6 separate regions of the Mus musculus genome follow, and regions 1, 2, 3, 5 and 6 are each linked to region 4. Evidence: chromatin contacts called from public Hi-C, HiChIP or PLAC-seq and promoter capture Hi-C data. All regions are on one chromosome and are shown on one strand. The core of a region is the stretch at or near the end of the contact, and the rest is flanking DNA. Distances in the headings are between cores, read along the strand shown.

Region 1 (3,411 bases), core at 896-3,395, 1.3 Mb before region 4:
TCCACGTGTCAAGATGTGGGCAAGGCGCTTGAGGGGTCCGGAGTGTCTGTGTCTAGTGTGATAGATTCCCATCTTGCACAGAAGTGAGGTTAGGAGGTTTAGAGAAATGTGTCTGACTCTGTTCAGGGTAGATTTGGGGTTCAACTCCCAGTACCCCCTCATGAGTAAGCACTGCTTGGTTGACCAACAGAGAGGGTGATAGGAGTTTTATTGTGGAAATTAGGGGGGGGTATCCCAGAAAAGACATTTGAAGTGAATCTTGAAGAAAAGAATTTGTGAAATGTGGAATGAGGGAAAGAATATTCTAGAGAACACTGGTCAGGTGAAGGGAGAGAAGCCTGTAGGAGCTCAGGAAAAGCTACATGTTTGCTTACAAGAACACCTGCTCCCAGCTGCTCAGGAAGCCAAGGCAGGGGGATCAAAGTTCAGAGTCTCCAAAGCAGGTGGCTGGGGATGTAACCCAGTGGTAGAGTGTTTACTTAGCACAGGCCGGGCCTTGGGTTTGATCCTTGGTTGCTTACTTTGCCTCTCCTGCACTGTCTGTCAGAGAACTCCCATACCATGGCCTGTGCCATGATCCAGGAAGTGGGTGACATGTTGATCATTACTGAAGCCTAAATCAATCGACAGTGGGCAAAACTACAAACCACACTGGGTCGTCACCATCCGACCAGGCACATCTCCTTCGGTGGGCATCTGCTAGAGTCTGTACTAGCCAAGGAAAGCCAGAAAGTCTACCCTGTTGATGAAAGGACCACATGGCCAGAAAGATAACCCTGAGTTTTTGCCAAAAGCCAATGACATTTACAGAAATCACAGGAGGGAGTCTCTTGGCCAGCACATGCCCCTCCTGGTCCTCCAAACACCAGTCTTCACCTAGGCTGCTGTCCTCCCCAGCAAAAGACATGAGTGGAGCTTTGAGCATGGCTCCTGTAACAGAGGCTTGCCTAGTATGCTCCAGCCCCTGGATCCTCTGCACCTCTAACTACAAAATGGGGGGGGGGGTTGAAAGAAAAAATGGGGAGTGGGAGACATTGTCTTGACTTGAGTCTAACCCAGAAGTGGGAGGAACCAGTTTAGTCAGCCAGTTAGATCGTTGTCATCTTTGTCGACTGTGACCAATACTGTATATGGCTCTAACAACACTGGTGTTCTGGTGTGTGTGTGTGTGTGTGTGTGTGAGAGAGAGAGAGAGAGAGAGAGAGAGATTTCTCCTGAGGGGTAAAGGAAATATGTAGACTGTTGGCATCCATTGAAGAGACATTTCTGACTGGTGTGCCTGAGTTTTCTTTTCTTTCCTTCCTTCCTCCTTTTCTTGTGACCCACGGAAAGAGTTAGTTATGAGTCTCTATCAATTCACGGTTACTCTGACACAGAGGCCCCCCTTTCCCTGGCCTCTTTGAAACACACTAGTGTGCTAGCGCCCAGCAGGGCACAAAGCCCCGACATTAATTGATGAGGACAGGAAACTCCGCCGCAGTAATCTCTGAGACGTTGACCCCGGCCCCGGGACTGGGAATTCTGAAATGTCATCTCCGCAGCTGTAGTTATGATTGCTTTATGTCACACTGACCTGTCGTGTTTACGATTTTTAACAACTGTCTGGAAAAAAAAAAGTCTAGGGACATCTGTTGAGAGTTTAATTGTGAGTGTAAAAAAAATCATTAAAGGACCAATCAAGAGATCAGTTTTCATACTATTTAAATACCACAGCGGCCATTAGGCGCTGGGACTCCGGCGACAGGACTGATTTAGTTCCCCAGTCTCAGTGCTAGGCGCTGCGGGAGAGGACCGGGTGATTTAAATAAAACCGGAGAGCGAGGCGAGAAGGGGAAGCGGAGGAGGGAGGAGGTGCAAGAAGCAGGAGGGTGGCATCTCAGTTTGCTGCGGGAATTGTCGCTCCGGGAGTGGGACTGTGAAAGCATTCCCTGCTCCCCGTGCTCTCGGCTGCGCACCGAGGAGATCGCTCGGGCGCCCAGATCTCAGAGCCGCGACTTTGCGCTCCGCTCAGCCGCCACTTTTGTTTCCTGAGCCTGGTCGCTGGGCCGAACGCAATGCGCACGCGCGGGCCGGGCGGGGCGGGGCGGGGCGGGCAGCGGGTTCCCGGCACCGCCTCCTGCCGCCCCGGCCCGCTCCATCCGGGCACTGCCGAATTAGCATCGTGCCGAGGCACAACTTTGCCGCGGCCCCAGCGAGATCCAGGCGCGCGCGCCGGAGGAAATATAGTCCCTGCCGGCGGTCAGCTGGCGCGGGCGGCGACAGGGCGCGCGCTGGGGGGCTGCGCGGGGCTCCCGGCGCCTGGGGGCCATGCGCCGGGCGGCGCAGGCAGCCCGGGCACCCGGCGCAACTTAGCGGCAGCCGGAAGAGTTGGGCGCCAGCTCGCCTTTCTTCCCTCTCGTCAGCCTCCTTTCCTATCGGCGCTGCAGGAGGGAACTCGTGTCTCTCTGTGCCCGGGACACCGGATCCGAGCTCTCCCGGTCTGGTTCCCGCCGAGCCGCACAACTTCCTGCGAGCTCCGGCCAAAGTGAGCGCAAAGTGCTGCCCAAGTTGCGGCGATGGAGCTGCAAAGCCGGTCCGAGGCGCTCGCGGTGGAACTCGCGCGCCACCAGGTAGGTAGTCCCGGATACTGGACCGGGGAGCCTTAGTGGCCCGGGGAGTGGAGGCGAGAGGGATCGAAGCTCCGTATCTAACTCTTGGTCTCAGGGGTGCTGGAAGCAGGCCCCTTCCTGGAACATGTCCCGGGGCTGGGATGGAACCCTTAGTTCTCCCTCTCCCCCTCGCTTCCGTGCGATCCAGCACTGTTTGCAGATCCAGGGTTCGTGGGACCCCAGCGTGGCGTCTTCTCTGCCACTGCCCCGTTTGCACAACTCGGGCGACCGGAAAGGGGACCCTCCTAGAGCTGCCCAGGGAACAGGGTGCATGGACCGGCCAGCTCCTAGCCTCCTGCTCCGGGCCCAGCCCGGCACCGACCCTCACTGTTAGCAAAAGTAGTTTGGCGATTGTGACTCCGGCGAGAGGCGGCCGGTGCCCGAGTGATATTGCGGCGTGCGCGTGTGTGTGTTGGGGAGATTAGGACGCGACTTGAATATTTATGAGCTTTGCTCGACACGGACTCGCCGTGTTTACTTGGCTCTTTGTTCGTCCCCCCTCCCCCGGCACACACTCTTACACTCACTCGCACCCGCACCCCGGCCTGCAAACTTGCACGGCTCGGGGCGCGCCGCCGGGTGGCCTCGGCCCCCGCCCCGCCCCGGGAGCTGCCCCAATGAGGCGGCAGCCACAGGTAAGCTGCTTCGCGCGACATTGCACGGTGGCCCGTGTGAGGAAAGCGGTCCCGGAAAGTTGGGGCGCGTTGGGGTCGGCTTGGTCCGCCAGGCAGTGGGTGGTGGGGATGCGGGGCTCGGGGCTCGC
Region 2 (3,372 bases), core at 803-3,302, 1.1 Mb before region 4:
AGGAAAGAGTGTATTTCAGCTTACACCTGTGGTCCACCATGAAGGTAAGTTGGTCAGGAACCTGGAGGCAGGAATGGCAGCAGGGCCATGGAGGGCTGCTGCTTACTAGCTTGCTCCCCATGGCTTGTTCAGCCTGCTCTTTATACAACCGGGGGTGGGGGGTGGGGCACCTGCCTGAGGTGGCAGCACTTACAGAGGTCTGGCCCCTCCCACCTCAATCATCTATCAAGAAAATGTCCAACAGACTTGTCTCCAGGCCAGATTTGATGGAGGCATTTTCTTAATTGTGTCTCCCTCATGCAGAATAACTCTAGGGTATGTCAAGTTGACAAACAAAACCCCAAACCCCATGCAAGGGGAAAATGTTCCCTCCTCACAGACACAGAGTGGCTATCATCCATGTTGAGTGTAGACTGCTCAGTGGGGATGGGCTGGGGTCCCCTGTGCTTCATACACCCATGAATTGTCATTGGGAGCTTGTGAGGAGGGAGAGATAGATATTATTCATATATTTCCTCCAGTGAGGAATTTTGAGCAACATGGCTCCATCTTGGGGTGCAGCTGAAGGAACTGCACCCAGATGAGCTCATACCAGGAAGCTTTTCCCTTCTAACACAAGCCAAATGTCATATTTCGAGCAACTCCTCAGAGGCCCAGGACTTCTGAAGGCTTCCACATTGCCCCCCGCACCCCCACGTCTACCCTTGAGCTTGTGACAATCTGTCAGGATAAAAACTATTCCGAACAGACTCATGAGCCCCTCCCCTTGGCTGTCAGACTATGGAGATAATGCACCCCACGATTCTGGGATATTGATATTCCCAGGGGTTTCACACTGGGAAAAGAACAAAGCTGACTCCTAGAGCTGACCCAAGGAGGAGCTTGCATCCTAGGAAGAGATTCTGCACGGTCCTCATAGTTTATCAGACCACCTTGCAGAAGAGACTAGACGCAGACAATGATGGTAGGCGGGGCCCCGCTTGGACCAGGACTGCCTGGCTATGCACACTTCTTCCCCTTTATGTCAGCCTAAATATCTTGTTAGGACACAGAAGATGGCCTTGAGTAGGAAGCAGTCCCTGGGCCTCTGCGTTCACCTTCCCAACATGGCTATGTTGAATAAACTTCCTATTTTCTCCTCTCTGCGTGTTGCTTGTCTTTAATTGGCTTGTCGAGGACAGTTTGCTGAGCTTGGCTTGTTGGGGGGGCTGCCAGGGCCCAGACCTTAACTTGAGTAACAAGCCCACAGGGAAGCCTTGCAGCTGGGAAGCTGGGGTTGGAATGCAGAAGGACTCCCAGTTGCTCGGAAGAGCTTGAAGGGCAGGGCTGAAGAGCAGGGTGAGCGAGGCCTAAACGCTAATTCTGCCAGTTGCTATGATCAAGGTTGTGATGTTGGAAGCCCATGCGGTGGTTCTCAACCTTCCTAGCGCCGTGGCCTTTCTATTTCGTTCTTCACATTGTGGTCATCCCCAACCTTAAGATTGCTTTGTTGATGCTTAACTTAAATTTTCATAACTGTAATGTTGCTACTGCTATGAACCGTAATGGAATATATCTGCTATGCAGGATATCTGCAATGCGACTTCCCCTCCCCCCATAGCCTGGGAACTGCTACCATAGGGGTTGGGTTGCTTCTGTCCGCTAGGGAGAGCTGAGGGAAAGTCTCCCTCAACAGCAGGCTCACAGATTTACAGTTCCTGGGAAAGTGTCATCCTGCAGTCCTCAGCTGCCCTGCCAGTGAGTGTCCACCCTGGGTCCCCACAGAAGAGCCTGAGAGGATGAGGAGATCAGGACCCTGGTTCCAGGATGGGCACCTTTCCTTCATCCCCATGGGAACAGCTCTGGCCGGCAACTCTTCCTCCCCCACCCCAAGACATAGAACTTGATGATAAAGAGTCTAAGCTCCCTCCTCCATGCACACTCAGAAAGCCCGGCAGGCAGCTGCCCCATCCCCCGCCCCGCCCCGCCTCCCCCCACTCATCCACATCCTGTGTCCCAGGGTGGGATTAGTGACGAAGGCTGTGGTCTGGCATCCTGCCAGCAATCTGTCCTTCCGCGGCTGCTCTCAGGTTTCCATGTAGAGTCAGCACAGGCGCAGTTGGCCTGAGATGGCTGGCTTCTTGGAGAGCCTGCAGCCAGCCTGCCGTCAGCATCCCAGACCTTTCAACGGGTCCGTTCGGTGCTTTATCCACAGAGCCAGGGCTCTGTAGAACGCTTCTAGGTTTCCTACGCGAGCAACATACAGGCTGTTTAGCGCTTCCGGATCAAGGGGGGAATGGGGAGAGCCGAGATCCATGTCTTATGCCGGGCTGCTGGAGAAAGCTTCCGATTTACTGTGACGTTAGTCTATACGTTCTTGGAATTTCTTTACCGGTTGGTGGGGTATCCCTTTTTTTTTTTTAATTTGTTTGAGGATTATTCGTTTTTGCATCTATTGAAGACATTTGTCCTTAAAATTTTTTTTTTTTTTTTTAATTCTGGGGCTGGGGCTGTAGCTCCGTTGGTAGAATACTCGTCTAGCACACACAAAGCCCCAAGTTCCACCCACAGCATGGCATAAAACCAGGTAGGGTCCCAGCACCGACCAGGAGTTCAAAGTCCTTCTTGGTTATAGAGCAGAGTCAAAGCTATCTTGGGTTGCTTGAGATCCTCACAAAGTTATAGATTCTGTGTGATGGCTTAGATGGTTATATATCCATAACCCTAGAATTCTTTCTTTCCTTTTTCAAGACAGGGGTTTTCTATGTAGCCCTGACTGTCCTGGAACTCACTCTGTAGACCAGGCTAGCCTTGAACTCTATCTGCCTGTCCAGGACAGCCAAGGTTACAAGAGAAACCCTGTCTTGGAAAAACCAGAGGGCGGGGGTACTCTATTTTGATTTCTTGGGATAGGGTCACATGTAGTTCAGGTTGACTTTGATTTCCAGATAGCACCCCCACACCCCGCCTCTTCTTTATCTATTTTATTGCAGAGCCTATAATGCCTACTTGATGGTCAGGGTTTAGCTGAGCCAAGTTGAGCCAGATAAAGACTTTCATTAGCCTGGGCTCTCCTCTGAGCGGAGCCTCATGTCCTCAGTCAGCCCTCCCCAGCCCTGGCACAGAAGGGCTGAGCTGGCTGTGTGGCTGAGGAGGTCGCTACACTGGATTCTTCACCTTTCGACTGAGCGGATTCCTGGAATCTAAGAGCATGAAAACTCATAACCCTGCGGGACTCCCAGCTCTGTTTCTGAATTCTAGGCCCCATCTTACCCTCTGCCACTGCACTGCTTAAAACCCGGGGATGGGGAAGGAGATGCCCCACAAGGGAACCCCCAGACCTCCGTCTACCTGACAGCCTGTGTGTCTTCACACCCGGTTAGCTCTTCATCC
Region 3 (3,526 bases), core at 175-2,674, 1.2 Mb after region 4:
TCTTCTGTTTCCTTTTTATTTCTGCATTCCTTTCCTCTTCCCCTCCCCTCCCCTTGCCCTTCTTGTGTAAGTGGTATCTTAGTGTTCCTCTTTGACCCTCCTTTCATCTCTGTTTTATTATTTTTTTTTATTTGTTTTATTTTTTTTTATTTTATTTGATTCCCATTATTTACTTTGGGGATTAAATCAGCATCTTTTAAAACTTATTGTTAGGGTGTGTACATGGAGTTGGGGGAGATGCCATCTAGAGAGGTCAAAGGACAACATCTGGGATTCCGTTCTCATCTCCCTCCTTGTTAAGGCAGGGTCTCCCTTGCTGTTACTGCCACATTACATATCCCAGGATAGCTGACCAGTGAGCTGCCAGGCATAAAACAACACCTTAAACTTACAAAAACCTTATTTGAATAACAAGTTACCTTCTGTAGTATACAGACACAGGACATCTCGTCTAGTCTCTCACCCTTCCCCGCTATACTATCTTTGCCACAGATAGCATGTTTATATGTTTTGTACTCATGAAGACAGACTTGTAACTGGTGTTCTATGCATCGGTTTTCAGGCATACAGACAAAAAGAAAGGCCTTACAACCCGAAGCACGCTAGCACTTTTACCGCGTTGTTACTGCGCCCTGTGCTCATTTCTTCTATGGCTGTGAGTTAACTGGCTAGCATCACTTCGTTTCAGCATGGAGAACTCCCTCTACTGCGCCCTGTATGCTAAGTCCACTGACACCAATGACCTTCTACATTTATCTGGAAATGACCTGCTTACTACTTAATTCCCGAAGGACATTTCTTTATTCTTAACAAAGAACATGTGGATGATGTTCTTCAGGATGTGCGTGTGTTATCCTGTGTGTGGTCTTCCGGTCTCTGTGGTCACTGATGAAAAATTAACTCTTAATCTCAGCATGATCCCCGTGTGTGTAAAGGGTGAATGAATGACTGCTTTTTACATTCTCACTGCAGTTCCCTCTGTCTTCAGTGTCCACAAGAACCATCTGTCGCTCACTGTGGTCCCTAATCCCTCTGGGAGCACAAGCTAAGTCCCAGGGGGCTCTCTGGGTGCTGGGGGAGATAGCAAGGTTTTGACCTTGGACCTGTCAGGGCTGAAGCCTCCTACTCAGAGCCCCGCCTCCTCGTTGCAGTGCCTCCTCCCAGGAAGGCCCCCCCTCCTCCTCCTCCTCCTCCTCCTCCTCCTCCTCCTCCTCCTCCTCCTCCTCCTCCTCCTCCTCCTCCTCCTCAAATCGGTCTCACCTCCCGGGAGTGGATCCGCCTCCTCAGAGTGTCCCCCTCATGCTCAGAGTGGAAGCCTCCTCCCCAGAATGTATCATCCTCCTCAGAGTTGCTCCGCCTCCTTCCCCTCCTCCCCCGCCTCCTCTTCTCCCCCCCCCCCCAACCCCATTCCTCTCCCGCCTCCTCCTCTTCCTCCTCCCCGTCAGAACGTGCCCTCCTCTTCAGAGTTGCTGCTCCTCACAACTCCCCCTCCACCTCAGAGTGAATCCTCCTGAGTTGCCCTTTTTCCTCGAGCTCCTACTCCTCCTGTTCCTGCGAGGCTCCAGACACCTCTTGCCTCTCCTCGGCTGAGTTTCAGAACGCACCGGTAAAGGCAAGGGTTGCAGGGTTGCGGGTCTGCCCATTCGCTGTACAAGGGGTGCGAGGCGGGCCCCCACCCCAACCCCTGCGCTGGGGCTACCTTGGCACTGGAGCGTAGCAGTCCCTCCCCCTGGGCGGGGCTGGAGTGGGCAGAGGGGAACCTCCAAGGGCCTCCGAGTAAACTGTTTTCCATTGTCCCAAGCTGAGGCTAAGATGCTAGAACCTCCTAGAGTCTGATAGAGGGCAGGTTTTGAAGGGCTCATCCCCTAAGACACAGAGCCTGGGAACCCGCCTGTAGCCAGGCCGCAGGGCTGAGAATCTCTGTCCTATAGTAAGCAGAGTGGAGCCTGACCCTGGACCTTTGCATAACCTGCCCTTTGGCGTGCATTCTAGCCTTATCAGGGACAGGCGGTACCTAAGCAAACCAGACCTCTCTCCGAAGACCTCTCTTTTTGCCCTTTGGGGCTCAGCGAAGGTGGGGAAAAGAGGGTGGGGACGGTGAGTGGACCCTGGACCTCACAAACTCTGCTGCACCCCCTGGAACTGGGATGTTGTTGTCAGTGATTGGCTTAGAGGATCCACCCCCATTTAATTAGGAAAAAAAATCTACACTGAGCTGGGCACAAAATCCCAGCACATGGGAAGCAGGAGCAGGAGGATCTCTGTGAGTTTCTATGACAGTCTGGTCTACATGTCTACATAGTGAGTTCCAAAACAGCCAAAGCTACATAGTGAGACTCTGTCTCAAAACAGGAAGGAAGGAAGGAAGGAAGGAAGGAAGGAAGGAAGGAAGGAAGGATAGAAAAAAAGGGAGTGAAATTCCTTGTATGTTCAGTGTAGAAATTCCCTTTTTTTTTCTATCACCAACTAGAATGTACAGTTAATACCTTGTACTCTATCATGGCTGTCCCTACCCAGCAGCCCACCCAGTTCTTGTGGGTGTCAGGGCAGCAGCAGACACTGGAGTATTCTCTCTGTAAACAGCCAAGCATTCCTCGCACCAAGTGTCCTACAGTTCTTGCCTATGTTAACTAACAGACTATTCTAGAGATTTGCTTTCCTTCCCAGCTGTTGGTTTCGTGGGTTTAAACCAGATTCCATACCGTAGCTCAGGCTGGCCTTGAACTTGATGCAATCCTGCTGCTTACAAGTAAACTACCGTGTGTATTTAGCCCTGAAGTTTTGAAAGTGTTACTGCCCACCCACCCCCCAGCTCTGAGGGTGTGAAGGGTCGGAGGTTTTTCCTGCAGGGACTGTCTGAAGGAGCTAGAAAGAGTTGCCTTGGGGCTCCCAAGGAGAACAGCAGAGCAGCTGAACTAAAGGTTTTGGAGTAATTCTTAATGGAACACAATGTTTCAAGAGAAAGTGAATGGAATGTTTTCCAAGTGTTGACAGTGACTAAAGTGGGTCACCAGCTTCTGTGCTCTGTGTTAGGCTTTTATACTGCTATAGCTTGCCCGGTTTCAGACTGCCAGTTCCGTGTGTGATTTCTAAGCTCTAGGGCACAGTTCGCAAGTTCACGCTGATGATGAATCAGAGGTTACGACTTTGAGACAGTTGGGTCCAAGTACATTTTTACTCAGCTACAAACCACCGACCCCTCATCCTATCCAGCTGTCTGGCAGGGAGAGAAGAGGCATGTCCTAAGAGATTTCTCTCCACTGTCAGAAATGCTGTTCAACGGGCAGGGTCGTCTTTTTATTCACAGAAAATACTGGTGGGGGGAATGTGGCAGTTAGCGTCTTGAGCCCTTTGTGCTGTTGCCTGTGTCCTGACAGGCTGTGAGAAGACAACTCTTGGCAGGGGGTGGGGAGGCACTCAACGGAAGACTGTGGTCCTACTAAGTGGGCAGAAGAGGGCCTGTTCAGTGATTATGCTGGGAAGTTTCTTGTGCTCTCAGAAACAGATTGTCAAAAAGGAAGTGTTC
Region 4 (3,349 bases), core at 480-2,979:
TGGCCCCCTGCCCTTGGGGTGGAGGCAAACAGCCAACACTAGGCTATCTAACTAGAGCACCAGGGTTAGTGATACTTGCCAGTCACCAGGGACAGGGATGGAATCTTCTAAAATTGTGCTTTATTCATAGAGTCAGCAATCGGAGAAGGCAGCATTAGATCCTTAAAGGGGGCTGGAGAGGTTGCTCAGTGGTTAAGGGCACTGGCTGCTCTCACAGAGTACTGGGATTCAGTTCCTAGCATCCATATCTGTTCTCAAACATCCATAACTCCAGTTCCAGGTGATCTAGAACACCCAGAACTTCTCCTAACCTCTGCTGTTGTAAGGTAATTCCACCAGAGAATACACACAGACTCTCTGAAAGCTGAAGAGAGTCTGTGTTGCTGGCTGGAAGCTGCTTGGCGAACTTCCCAAAATCACCCAGCCCCGTCCTCACAGTTTCTCTCTCTTATGCAAGGATATTCAAACCATCACATACATCTATTGAAAAAAATTTTAAACTACCCTCTATCTCATCTCCATCTAGCAAATTATATGATGAAATGATCCATGCAGTCATTGATTGATTGTTGAGGGCTTGTGGGTATATGAGTCCATGCATACAGGGAGGGAGTGTGCCATGTGCAAGTGGAGGCTAAAAGAAGATATTGGGTATCCTCATCTGCCTTTCTCTGCTTAATTTCTTGAGACAGAGTCTTTCTCTGAATTTAGGGCTCTCTTTTCCTCGATAGACAGGAAGCAAGAAAGCGGCTGGAGGTGGTAACTTATGCCTTTAATCCCAACACTTGGGAGGCAGAGGCAAGCTGATCTCTGCACTTGTGGAATAACCCTTTTGATGGCACACCAAGTTATCACAACCTTTGAATTCAACAAGGCATTCCAAGGACTGAGAAGGCTCCTCCAATCCCTAGAAAGATCTGTCCACCTTTGAGATATAACTAGGATCCCCACACGCTGGTGTCTCCCAATGCTTGACAGGTGGAGGGAGGAAGGGTTCAAGGCCAGCCTTCGAAACAAAGTGAGTTTCTTGGTCAGATTAGTCTGAGCTGAATGTGACCCTGTGGCAATATGATGATGATAACCAAGCCCTAGCAAATGGCTCAGTGGTAAAGCATTTGCCATGCAATCTTAATGACTTGCGTTTGATAAAAATGGAAAGAGAACAGACTCTACAATGTTTTGTTCTTTGCTTTCCACAAGTGCGCTGTGACACACACACAAACACACACACACACACACACACCAAAACAAAATAAAACAAAACAAGTCTGGGAAAATGGCTTAGTAGTTAACTGCTCTTGCAGATGACCCGGTTTGGATCCCAGCACCCCATGTGTAATTCCAGTTCCAAGGGACCTGACGCAGTCTCCTAACCTTCATGAGCCATATATGCACTTACATACACACTCATACACGTAAAATAAAAGCACTCACACACGTAAAATAAAAAAATAAAAATTTTAAACTAAAATTAAAAAAAAAATTCAGGCGAAACAAGATTGCAACCAGCGCAAGGGGGAGCACCTTCTGCCTCTTCCCGACCCCCTCCCCATCTCAGCTTCACCGGCTCCTTGAGGACAATCTCTCCTGATTCTGACTCTCTGGGGCTTCTAAGCAGCGTTCCCAGAATCCCTCGCGGCAGTCCTGGGATGAATGGAGAAGACACGCCCCCAGCGCGCGTGCGCACTCTTGGAACCTCGCAACCCAGGACGCAGGCGCGTGCGCGCCGTCCGCTTAAATCCTGCGGTGGGCGGCGCCGTGCTCTTCCGAGCACTATGGAGATCCAGTCCGGGCCGCAGCCTGGCAGTCCCGGCCGCGCCGAGAGGCTGAACGCGCGGCTGCTGGACGAGTTCGTGTCGCTGCACGGCCCTACGCTGCGCGCCTCGGGAGTCCCAGAGCGACTATGGGGCCGCCTTCTGCACAAGCTGGAGCACGAGGTACGAGATGGCACGGGCTGCGGGCAGGCTATGCGGTCGAGTGGGGAGCACAGCTCAGCAGCTCTGAAGGGGAGCCACTTATAAGTTCAGGAGCAGGATGTACCTGGGAGTCAGAAGGGTACAGGCCGAGAGATGCGCCTGTGCCGCCATCCTGCAGGGTTATGGGCCCGCCGAGGATGCGCAGGGACCTGCAAACCGGCATGCGCTTGGCTCGCAGCATCCCAACGCCTCGGTTGATATATTAAGAGTAGAACTCGCGACTCCACTTACGGATGAGGAAACTGAGGCTCCGGCGGATGCAGGAGCTCCTGTTAGATTCAAGCTACACCGGCATCATTTCAGTCAGCTCTGTGCAGCTCTGCTTAGTCCGTAGAACTCTGTGGAGTTGTTTCCCACGGCGTGAGTAGCAGGTCTCCCTTTGTACACTAAAGAGAATGGAGGCCCTGAGACATGGAGACGACGCTAAGAGAGGGTTTAGAAGGTCTCCCCCATCTTTTGAGAGAATGGCTCCATCCTTCACCTGAGCTAGGCTTCCACGGGGTGCCCGGCTTCTTCCGTCGGAGAACAGGGTTTGGGTGATGAAGACAGCAGCTGCTAGGCTGGGCGGAGGGTCTTTTGCGAAGCAAGAGCTTGGTTTTTCACAGGACACCACCTCCTATCTGAGACCCACTAAGCCTTCAGGTGACTGGGAGAGTCCAAAAGCTAGGATTCCCCGGTGCCTCTCAATGGGGTAGGCTTACCCTCTTTGATCTAGTTCCACACTGTGTATGGGCCAGATATTTCCTGGTTAAGCCTATACGTAGGGCTGTACTGCAGCTCACTATAGCATGCTGGCGGTTGGGAGGCGCCTCAATCCTTAGCCCTGTGGGACAGTAAAAGAGGAGGAGCCAGCCTTGTGCTAGTGTTACATTGTTGATGGTCCTGGGCAATACCGTGAGGTTATAACTGGCCGTCAGCCCCAGGGCAAGCAGCTGTAGTGACCGGTTTGGTAGGTGGAGTATTAAGTGATTTCTCTACTTCAGTCTGATTATCAGATATTACTACATCATTGGTCGAGGCTCATCTGTCAGTGGCACCTCCTTACAGAGGGTTACTTACTCCCTGTCACTAAGTTCTCTGCTCACGTGGTGTTGGGCCCTCCTCCGCACTGCTACTTTCTGCAGACTTGCCTTGATCTCAGGCCAGTGCTGAGGTAGAACTGGACCCCCATTTATTAGTGACGATAAGAGGGTACCCAAGATGCTGCAAGGGCTGGGCTTCTTTGTTTGTTTGTTTGTTTGTTTGTTTTTGGAATGCCCTGGGACCCCACTCAGGGGCACTCTCCCTGGTCAGGTGACTCCCCACCTAAGCTGTCTGATTTGGAAAGCAGGCATGGAGAAACACCAGCACCTGGCTCCCTGAGGGGGTGCAGA
Region 5 (3,245 bases), core at 209-2,708, 1.3 Mb after region 4:
CAGGGCCAGCCCTAGCCAAATAAATAAACAGCAAGACTTCGTTTCATCACATTCAAACTTACCACAATTGTAACTGAACTCCCAAATGTGTCTCATAACTATAAAGAAAACTAAAAATAGAATCAATTTTCCTCCTCTCAAACTCTTTCCTTACTGTCGTTTGTATCTGAGAAAGGTAGAGAACTGATTGTTCCTTGATGAAGAGACAGAGAAACCCTGTCTCAAAAAACCAAAAACCAAAACAAAACAAAACAAAACAAAAAACAGCAAGAGAAGTTGATGCATAGCATATAACTTCAAATCCAAGTCCAGGCGTTCCCATGGGCACTGAAAATGATTTTGAGCAAATTATTTCTCATATGCCTACCTGTGAAATGAGGGAAACGGCTCACTGCAGACAGTGCAGTTATCAAGACAAAGAATCCTTGCTATGCTTAGCTATTCAGTGAAAATGATCGGTACGTATTCAAGAGCACAGATTCTAAAAATTTAAAGGAACAACGACAAGAACAAAAAACCGGGACTTTTCTTCTTTGAGACAGAGTCTTTCTACAATATAGCTCTGGCTGTCCTGGAACTCGCTTTGTAGATCAGGCTGGTCTCGAACTGACCTCAAGAGTTCTATTTAAGCACATCATTGAATGAGTCTCACAGCTAAGTGAGAAATAAAAGGAAATCAGCAGAGCGAGGGCAGAATCCAGAAGAGGCGGAGACAGAGGGTAAGGAAAGTGGGTGAGGGGTAGATTAAAGGACATGTGTCAAAGTCACTAAGTTTGCCTAGAGGTGGGCTTCTCCTGACAGAGAAGCCCCAGCACCATGAGCGACTGGAAATGCCATGTCTTCCTCGGTCCCCCCTAATTTTGTTCCCAGTCTTTTCAGTAAAGGTGACAATATCCTAGGTTGAAGCAACCAAGAAAAGGCACTTCCGGGGGTGGGTGGGTGGAGGAAGGCTTGTGACAATTCTGGATTAGTTACCTACACTCCACATCCTAGCCCTTCTTCCAACTCGCCTACCCCTTTGTTCCTGGTGGCCTGAGGCGCACCCAGGGCCCTCAGGGTGACTGTCACCCTCTTAAAGTCGTAAAGTCGCACACAGCCACTGGAAGCTGTCCAGCAATGCAAGGGCTGGCACACTCTTCACACAATCCTCGCTCAAGCCTTTCCTCTGAGGATGCCCGCGCCCCTCGCACCCGCGCACGCGCCTAGCCACAGGCTCTTGGACTTGGCCGCTGGCGCATGCGTTCAAACGTCAGGGGCGGAGCTCCGAGGAAAGGGCGGGAAAGCCCTCGATTCGCAGAGGGCTTTCTAGCGCACATATCTACCCTGAGCATCTCCTCCCTCCTTGACAGCAGCCTGAAAGTCCCCTCAGGCACCTTTCACCATGAGGGATGGCGGCCCAACGGCGGTCCACTGTATGGTTCTGGTTCACTGCCATCTTGCTCTAGGTCTCCTCCCGCCGCCGCCTCCGCCGCCGCCAGCTCTTCAAATGGAAAGGGGCGGGGCCTGCAAGGCAGTGGGCGGGTCCCTGAGGAGAGGGCGGAGATTATGGCGCAGAAACCCTGGAGTTGAGTGGGCAGCTGTCACAAGAGGAGCTGTCACAAGTCAGAGGAGGAGAGCCTGGGTGAGGAAAAGGGGCGTGTTCGTGGAGCTGGCTTTACCCCTAGAACGGGGAGGGTCTGAAGGATGGGTGACTAGCCTCTGTCATGTTAGGCCTACAACCAGCCTTGGTCCTGCTAGGAGCTAGTGGTTTAAAAAGTAGCCATTAACCCAAAATCTTAGTCCAGATTAACCCCCAAACCAACTCAGGGTGAGGGTCTACATTTTCTCCACTCTTATAAGACCAGAGCTTCCTTCCATCAAAGAGGGCTTAGGACAGAACCAATGGTCTTGGGAGAGAACATCCAAAAAGATGAGCTAGGTCAGGAAGTGGACAGTGAATTTCAACCTTCAGTGGGTCCAATTCTTGGATGCATTTGTAGGTGTCCCACTCAATCTATTACTCAAGATATTCTAGAGTGTTATTGTGTCAGTGAAGAAATGAAAATTGTCAAATAATAGATATATTATCATTGTAAGACATGTGCTGATTTCAGATTTTTGTTTTGTTTTGTTGTTTTTGTTTTTGTAAATAGGGTCTCTCTATGTATCCCTAACTGTTCTGGAACTCACTATGTAGACCAGGCTGGTCTCAAATTCACAGAGATCCTCCTGCCTCTGCCTCCCAAGTGCTGGGTTTAAAGGCATGGGCCACCACACCTAGCACAGATAATTTTTTACATACAAGACTTACTAGAATTAAGACTCAAACTTACGGATGGGAGAGATGGCTCAGTGGCTAAGAGCACTGTCTGCTCTTCCAGAAGTCCTGAGTTCAAATCCCAGTAAGCACATGGTGGTTCACAACCATCTGTAATGAGATCTGATGCCCTCTTCTGGTGTGTCTGAAGACAGACAGCTACAATGTACTTACATATAATAATTTTTTTTTTTTTTTTGGTTTTTTCGAGACAGGGTTTCTCTGTATAGCCCTGGCTGTCCTGGAACTCACTTTGTAGACCAGGCTGGCCTCGAACTCAGAAATCCGCCTGCCTCTGCCTCCCGAGTGCTGGGATTAAAGGTATGCGCCACCACACCCGGCCTATAATAAATAAATCTTTAAAAAAAAGAAAAAAGAAAAAAAGAAAAGAAAAGAAAATTTAATAGAAATAGTATACAGCGGCAAACATCTTGATCTAGCCACTCCTGTCATGGTCAATAAAACCTTGAGCAAGATGATTGTGTTCTTTGGACTTGACCTTCCACACTTGAATGTTAGTGTATAGGCTTATTGTGGCTGTGATGGTTGATGTCCACCAAACAGCTGTGTCTCTCACGTGTCACTTCCCTTCCTCTGTGTGTGTTGTGTTACCATTGGTTGATATCTTCATTTTACCTGCTCGGTTTCAAGAGCCTCTTGATTCATCTTCCATTGTGGCTCCTCCAAGCTATTTCTCTCCATTCATTTATACCTTAGGTTCACCTCACAGAAAGTCAAGTGTTGCAGGGTATTTGATCACACTGTGAACCCCAAGATTTGTGTTATTTACTGGAAAACCTACTTCTAGTTGTGGTGTGGCTCAGCCCTAGCTCACGCCTTTGATCCAAGAGCTTTCTATTTATTATAAACCATAGGTCAAGAGGTGGTGCAACCAACGAGTTGCGGGGAGGGAACAAAGGGAAAAGTGAGTAAGAGAGAGTTGGGGGGG
Region 6 (3,492 bases), core at 473-2,972, 1.3 Mb after region 4:
GCCTGCCTGCCCACGGGCTTTGTGGATTCCCACCTCAACCCTTGCTTTGCAGTTCCTGAAGCCCAGCCGGCCCTCCCCTCTCACCCTACCCCCACTTAGAGCTCCTTGACATTTAGGTCTCAGCTGTCCGCTCTGAGGTCTCCTCCCTGACCTCACAATGTAAACAAGCATACCCTACATTTTGCTGGATGTTTTAAGGGGGGAGTGTGGTGGTTGGTGGCTGCAATGTTCACTAACTTTTCTTCAACTAGTAGTATCCACTAGAGTAAATGTGTTACAAGGTGAAGGTCGCGGGAGGGTGGGTAAGGGGAGAATACAGCATGAGTTTCCTGAGGAGGGAGGGGAGAGCTTGCCGTTTTTAAATAGAAGAATGGGCAGAGTAGACCTCACTTGGACATATAATTAAGGGAAATGAGGGTGTCGGCTATGCCCATATCTAGAAGTGCATTCTAAGCAGAAGGCACAGCTGGTTCAAAGGCTGTGTTTGAGGGGCCACAAGGAGGGCAATGAGGAAGATGACGGCAGGGAATAGGGTCAAAAGGTAGAGGGTGGGGTTTAGAAACACCATTTCCCCAAACTAAGAGAGTAGCCATCACACAGACTTCAGAGAGACAAGACCAGGGCTGGGTTGGGTTCGTTTTTTTAGGTTAAGTGTGTGCCCGATTATCTGCCTGTATGTGCACCATGTGAATGCCTGGTGGCCTCAGAGTTCAGAAGAGGGCATCAGATCCCCTGGCATGTGAGTCTGGAGACGGACCCTCGTGCTCTGCCAGAGCACTAAGTGCTCTTAACCACTGAGCCATCTTACCAGCCCACAGAGCTGAGTTTTCAGGTTTGCCTTGGCTGCCTTGGAGAAGTAAGGTGGACAAAGGAGGCCCTTGAGGGCTGTCTCCGAATCATCCAGGCAATATGTAATGAGGCCAGCGTTACTGGGTGGGATGAGAGGTGGAATTTAAAGGCAGGAATCAATTTTTGGACAATTGCATGTAAAGGCTGAGAGAAAAGATTGGCAGAGAAGTCGGTTTGCCATTACCTGATAGGAGGAAAATGGCACAGATTCGGAGAGGGGACAGCTATGATCATCATCGGTGTAAAGGCATCCAGAAATAGTGGTTGGCACCTAGCCTGTGTTTAACATATGAATAAGTAATGAATAAATACATTTGGGGAGTGGGTGGGCGAACAACCCCTTGGGTGTCAGGTGGAGGGGGCAGCCTCCTGACCTTTCGAGAGCTGAAACCCCACCCAGCCTCTTTCACTACCGTTTTCGAGTGGTTAAGAGCAAGGTTTCAGGTGGATTTCTGAGTTCGAGGCCAACCTCGTCTAGAGAATGAGTTCCAGGACACAGAGAAACCCTGTCTCGAAGAAACAAAACAAAATAAAACAAACAAACAAACAAACAAACAAACAAAAAAAGAGCAAGGTATCGCCCTCTGTAGGAATTCACTGCACAGCTACTTACTGAGCACGGGCAGTGCGGGCCACCACCCCCGCCCTCTGGGGCGGAGGACGGAGGACTCCAACCAGACCCGAGGCACAGCGGCGCGCGCACAGGGCGCCCAAGCCGACTTCCCACGGGAGCGCGCCTCGGGAACGCGCAGAACGCGAGCTTAGATGGGCGGAGCTTTTGGAGGCTGGGAGCTGGGGCATAGAGGGAGGGCACGGCGTTGCTAGGGGATTCTGATTGGTTGCTCAAGAAGGGTTGTCCCGTGACATTCCGCCTCCCGGGTCGCTATAGGTACAAGCGGCCGCCACGGGGGCTTTCACGGCTTACCGCGGACTGAGCGAGCGCGAGGGTAAGAATCAAGGGGGACCCTGGGCCTGCGATGTTTAAGAACCGAGAATCTGAACCCACACGGGGACCTGGAACCGGACATGGCCTATAGCCTTCCTTCTTCCTGGTATTCCTAGAACCAGTCACAACCGCTCTTGGGCAAAGTGTCCTAGACTATTTGTAGTTCTAAAAGAAGAGCTTAGATTCCGGGAAGTAAAGGGTAGGGAAGGAGTGTGTGAGGGTAGTGAAAGCGACTTGGGACCAAATGTGGAATCCGTAACTTTTATTTTCGGAGATAGGGTCTCTCTACCTAGTAGCCCTGGCTGGCCTGAAACTGGCTATGTGGACCAGGCTGGCCCAGAACTCAGAGATCCTCCTGCTTCTACCTCCTGAGTGCTGAGATTAAAGGTGGGTCCCACTATGCCCGGTGGGATACATAACATCTGTTATCTTCCACAGTTCAGCATATAAAGCTGCTAAGAGCAGATTCGAGTGGGTCCTGAGATTTGACTCCAAGGCAATGTTGCAGAAGACAGGTACCCTCACCTACTCAGGTGGCTTTGCAGGGGAGGACTGTGGCGAGGAAGCCCCAGCCCTCCTCTTTCTTGATGGGGGTATGTGGGGAGAAGTGTGCCTCTCCTTGGAGCTGGGCCAGGAAAATCAAGGAGATGCCCCACACCTCAGAATCGTTTCCCCTCCAAAGAGGCCACTTCCTTTTTCAGCCCTGCTCCAGTGTATAGGTCCTATCTTACCCGATCCTGGCGGGCTGTAGCAGCCCTGTCATGTGGGTGTGGTAATTTATATATAAGGAAGCTGAAAGCCAAGAGGAAGGGGCTTGTGTAGGTGAGCAGCTGGGTACAAGTCCACCCTGACCAACCCCTTTAGGCCCTTCTGAGGCTTTCTGAGGTGGAGAGCAAAAACTCCAAGGCCTCAGAAACCCAGAGTCCACAATGAACTGTCATTTCTGTGTAGGGAGGGAGGGAAGAGGGCATCTGGTCTCATGTATATCAAGGACATGACTTCAGGGGTCCGTTCCATTGATTCCCAGTCTGTAGCAACAGCTTTTTGAATACATTACTTTGCCCCATGTACCCCCCCCCCCAGACTGCACTCACAGGCTGAGGCAACTCTAACCCTACTGGCCTGTACCTGGGGAGGGCTGAAGGGCTGGAGGGGTTGAGGTGATGACTGGGGTTGGGGGGTGGGGTGCTGTAGGAACCATTTACAAGTCACCATCCACCTCCCCCTCAGTGCTCTTACTGGCCCTGGTGGCTCAGGTACTGATGCTGGAGAATGGGCTACTGCGGACTCCACCCATGGGCTGGCTGGCCTGGGAACGCTTCCGCTGTAACATCGACTGTGTGGAGGACCCGAAGAACTGCATCAGGTGAGTAAGATCTGCTTACCCAGGGCAACAAAATGGGGTCAGTGGGTCAGTGGGTGAAAGACACTCATCAGCAAAAATTTTAAAAAAATTTTTTTAAATAGAAAAATGCAGAGTCAGAATGAATGTATCTGACACCTAGCCCCATGACCTGCTTGGGGCCTCAGTAGGTGTACTTGGCCTCTGAGGTAACTGAAAGAAGATAAAATGCCAGACAGGCCCCACAGGCTTCCCTAGGCCTAGTCCTGCCCTTTGGCCTGGATGCCAGACCACCTCTTTCTCGCCCTACCCTAACCCTGGAAGGTCATTTACACTTGTTATCCTGGCCCCACCT

What was found. Promoter capture Hi-C pulls out the DNA fragments that hold promoters and counts their contacts. A called contact is a pair of places that touch in the nucleus more often than the background predicts. HiChIP or PLAC-seq counts read pairs in DNA pulled down with a chosen protein or histone mark.
Region 1: a Hi-C map of CD8 T cells shows a contact between it and region 4, with 10 times the contacts expected there. The contact joins the promoter of Phf21b here to the promoter of Ttll12 in region 4. A contact is called at or near these places in 1 of 39 promoter capture datasets (embryonic stem cells), 1 of 484 Hi-C or Micro-C datasets (CD8 T cells) and 3 of 115 datasets of contacts at active chromatin or transcription factors (embryonic forebrain, pancreatic cancer cells and stem cell-derived neural progenitor cells).
Region 2: a promoter capture Hi-C map of hippocampal neurons shows a contact between it and region 4, with 5 times the contacts expected there. The contact joins the enhancer-like site here to the promoter of Ttll12 in region 4. A contact is called at or near these places in 5 of 39 promoter capture datasets (the 3T3-L1 cell line, 3T3-L1-derived adipocytes, embryonic stem cells and 2 more) and 2 of 115 datasets of contacts at active chromatin or transcription factors (embryonic forebrain and neural tube).
Region 3: a contact with region 4 is called in a promoter capture Hi-C map of 3T3-L1-derived adipocytes, with 5 times the contacts expected there. The contact joins the promoter of Cyp2d22 here to the promoter of Ttll12 in region 4. A contact is called at or near these places in 5 of 39 promoter capture datasets (3T3-L1-derived adipocytes, the HPC-7 cell line, cranial neural crest and 2 more) and 1 of 115 datasets of contacts at active chromatin or transcription factors (embryonic hindbrain).
Region 5: a contact with region 4 is called in a promoter capture Hi-C map of hippocampal neurons, with 6 times the contacts expected there. The contact joins the promoter of Wbp2nl here to the promoter of Ttll12 in region 4. A contact is called at or near these places in 3 of 39 promoter capture datasets (cranial neural crest, embryonic stem cells and hippocampal neurons) and 4 of 115 datasets of contacts at active chromatin or transcription factors (T-cell acute lymphoblastic leukemia, double positive thymocytes, large pre-B cells and 1 more).
Region 6: a contact with region 4 is called in an HNF4G HiChIP or PLAC-seq map of pancreatic cancer cells. The contact joins the promoter of Naga here to the promoter of Ttll12 in region 4. A contact is called at or near these places in 4 of 39 promoter capture datasets (the 3T3-L1 cell line, HPC-7-derived erythroid cells, embryonic stem cells and 1 more), 6 of 115 datasets of contacts at active chromatin or transcription factors (T-cell acute lymphoblastic leukemia, bone marrow-derived macrophages, double positive thymocytes and 3 more) and 2 of 9 other capture datasets (adipose tissue and liver).

The regions. Positions count from the first base shown.
Region 1 is chr15:84,854,863-84,858,273 of GRCm38.p6, reverse strand. It overlaps Phf21b (PHD finger protein 21B), which reads left to right and starts at 2,145. Exons shown (of 13, transcript NM_001081166.2): 1 at 2,145-2,609. The coding sequence starts at 2,556.
Region 2 is chr15:84,653,066-84,656,437 of GRCm38.p6, reverse strand. No RefSeq gene overlaps it. Among named protein-coding and RNA genes, the nearest start is that of Prr5, 26 kb to the left of the region's middle. Within about 2 kb of position 2,052, at least 223 of the 459 cell types and tissues checked have an H3K27ac peak or open chromatin away from gene starts, as enhancers often do. A contact at or near this core is called in 3T3-L1-derived adipocytes, embryonic forebrain, embryonic stem cells and 1 more, where this site is marked.
Region 3 is chr15:82,378,158-82,381,683 of GRCm38.p6, reverse strand. Cyp2d22 (cytochrome P450, family 2, subfamily d, polypeptide 22) reads left to right here and starts at 1,424. Exons shown (of 10, transcript NM_019823.4): 1 at 1,424-1,606.
Region 4 is chr15:83,593,537-83,596,885 of GRCm38.p6, reverse strand. Ttll12 (tubulin tyrosine ligase-like family, member 12) reads left to right here and starts at 1,729. Exons shown (of 14, transcript NM_183017.2): 1 at 1,729-1,937. The coding sequence starts at 1,776. Gm52182 (a long non-coding RNA gene) reads right to left here. Exons shown (of 2, transcript XR_003951515.1): 2 at 1,440-2,549.
Region 5 is chr15:82,297,197-82,300,441 of GRCm38.p6, reverse strand. Wbp2nl (WBP2 N-terminal like) reads right to left here and starts at 1,458. Exons shown (of 6, transcript NM_029066.1): 1 at 1,374-1,458. The coding sequence starts at 1,435.
Region 6 is chr15:82,337,056-82,340,547 of GRCm38.p6, reverse strand. It overlaps Naga (N-acetyl galactosaminidase, alpha), which reads left to right and starts at 1,722. Exons shown (of 10, transcript NM_008669.4): 1 at 1,722-1,796; 2 at 2,234-2,310; 3 at 3,026-3,161. The coding sequence starts at 2,295. It also overlaps a transcript of Pheta2 not described here.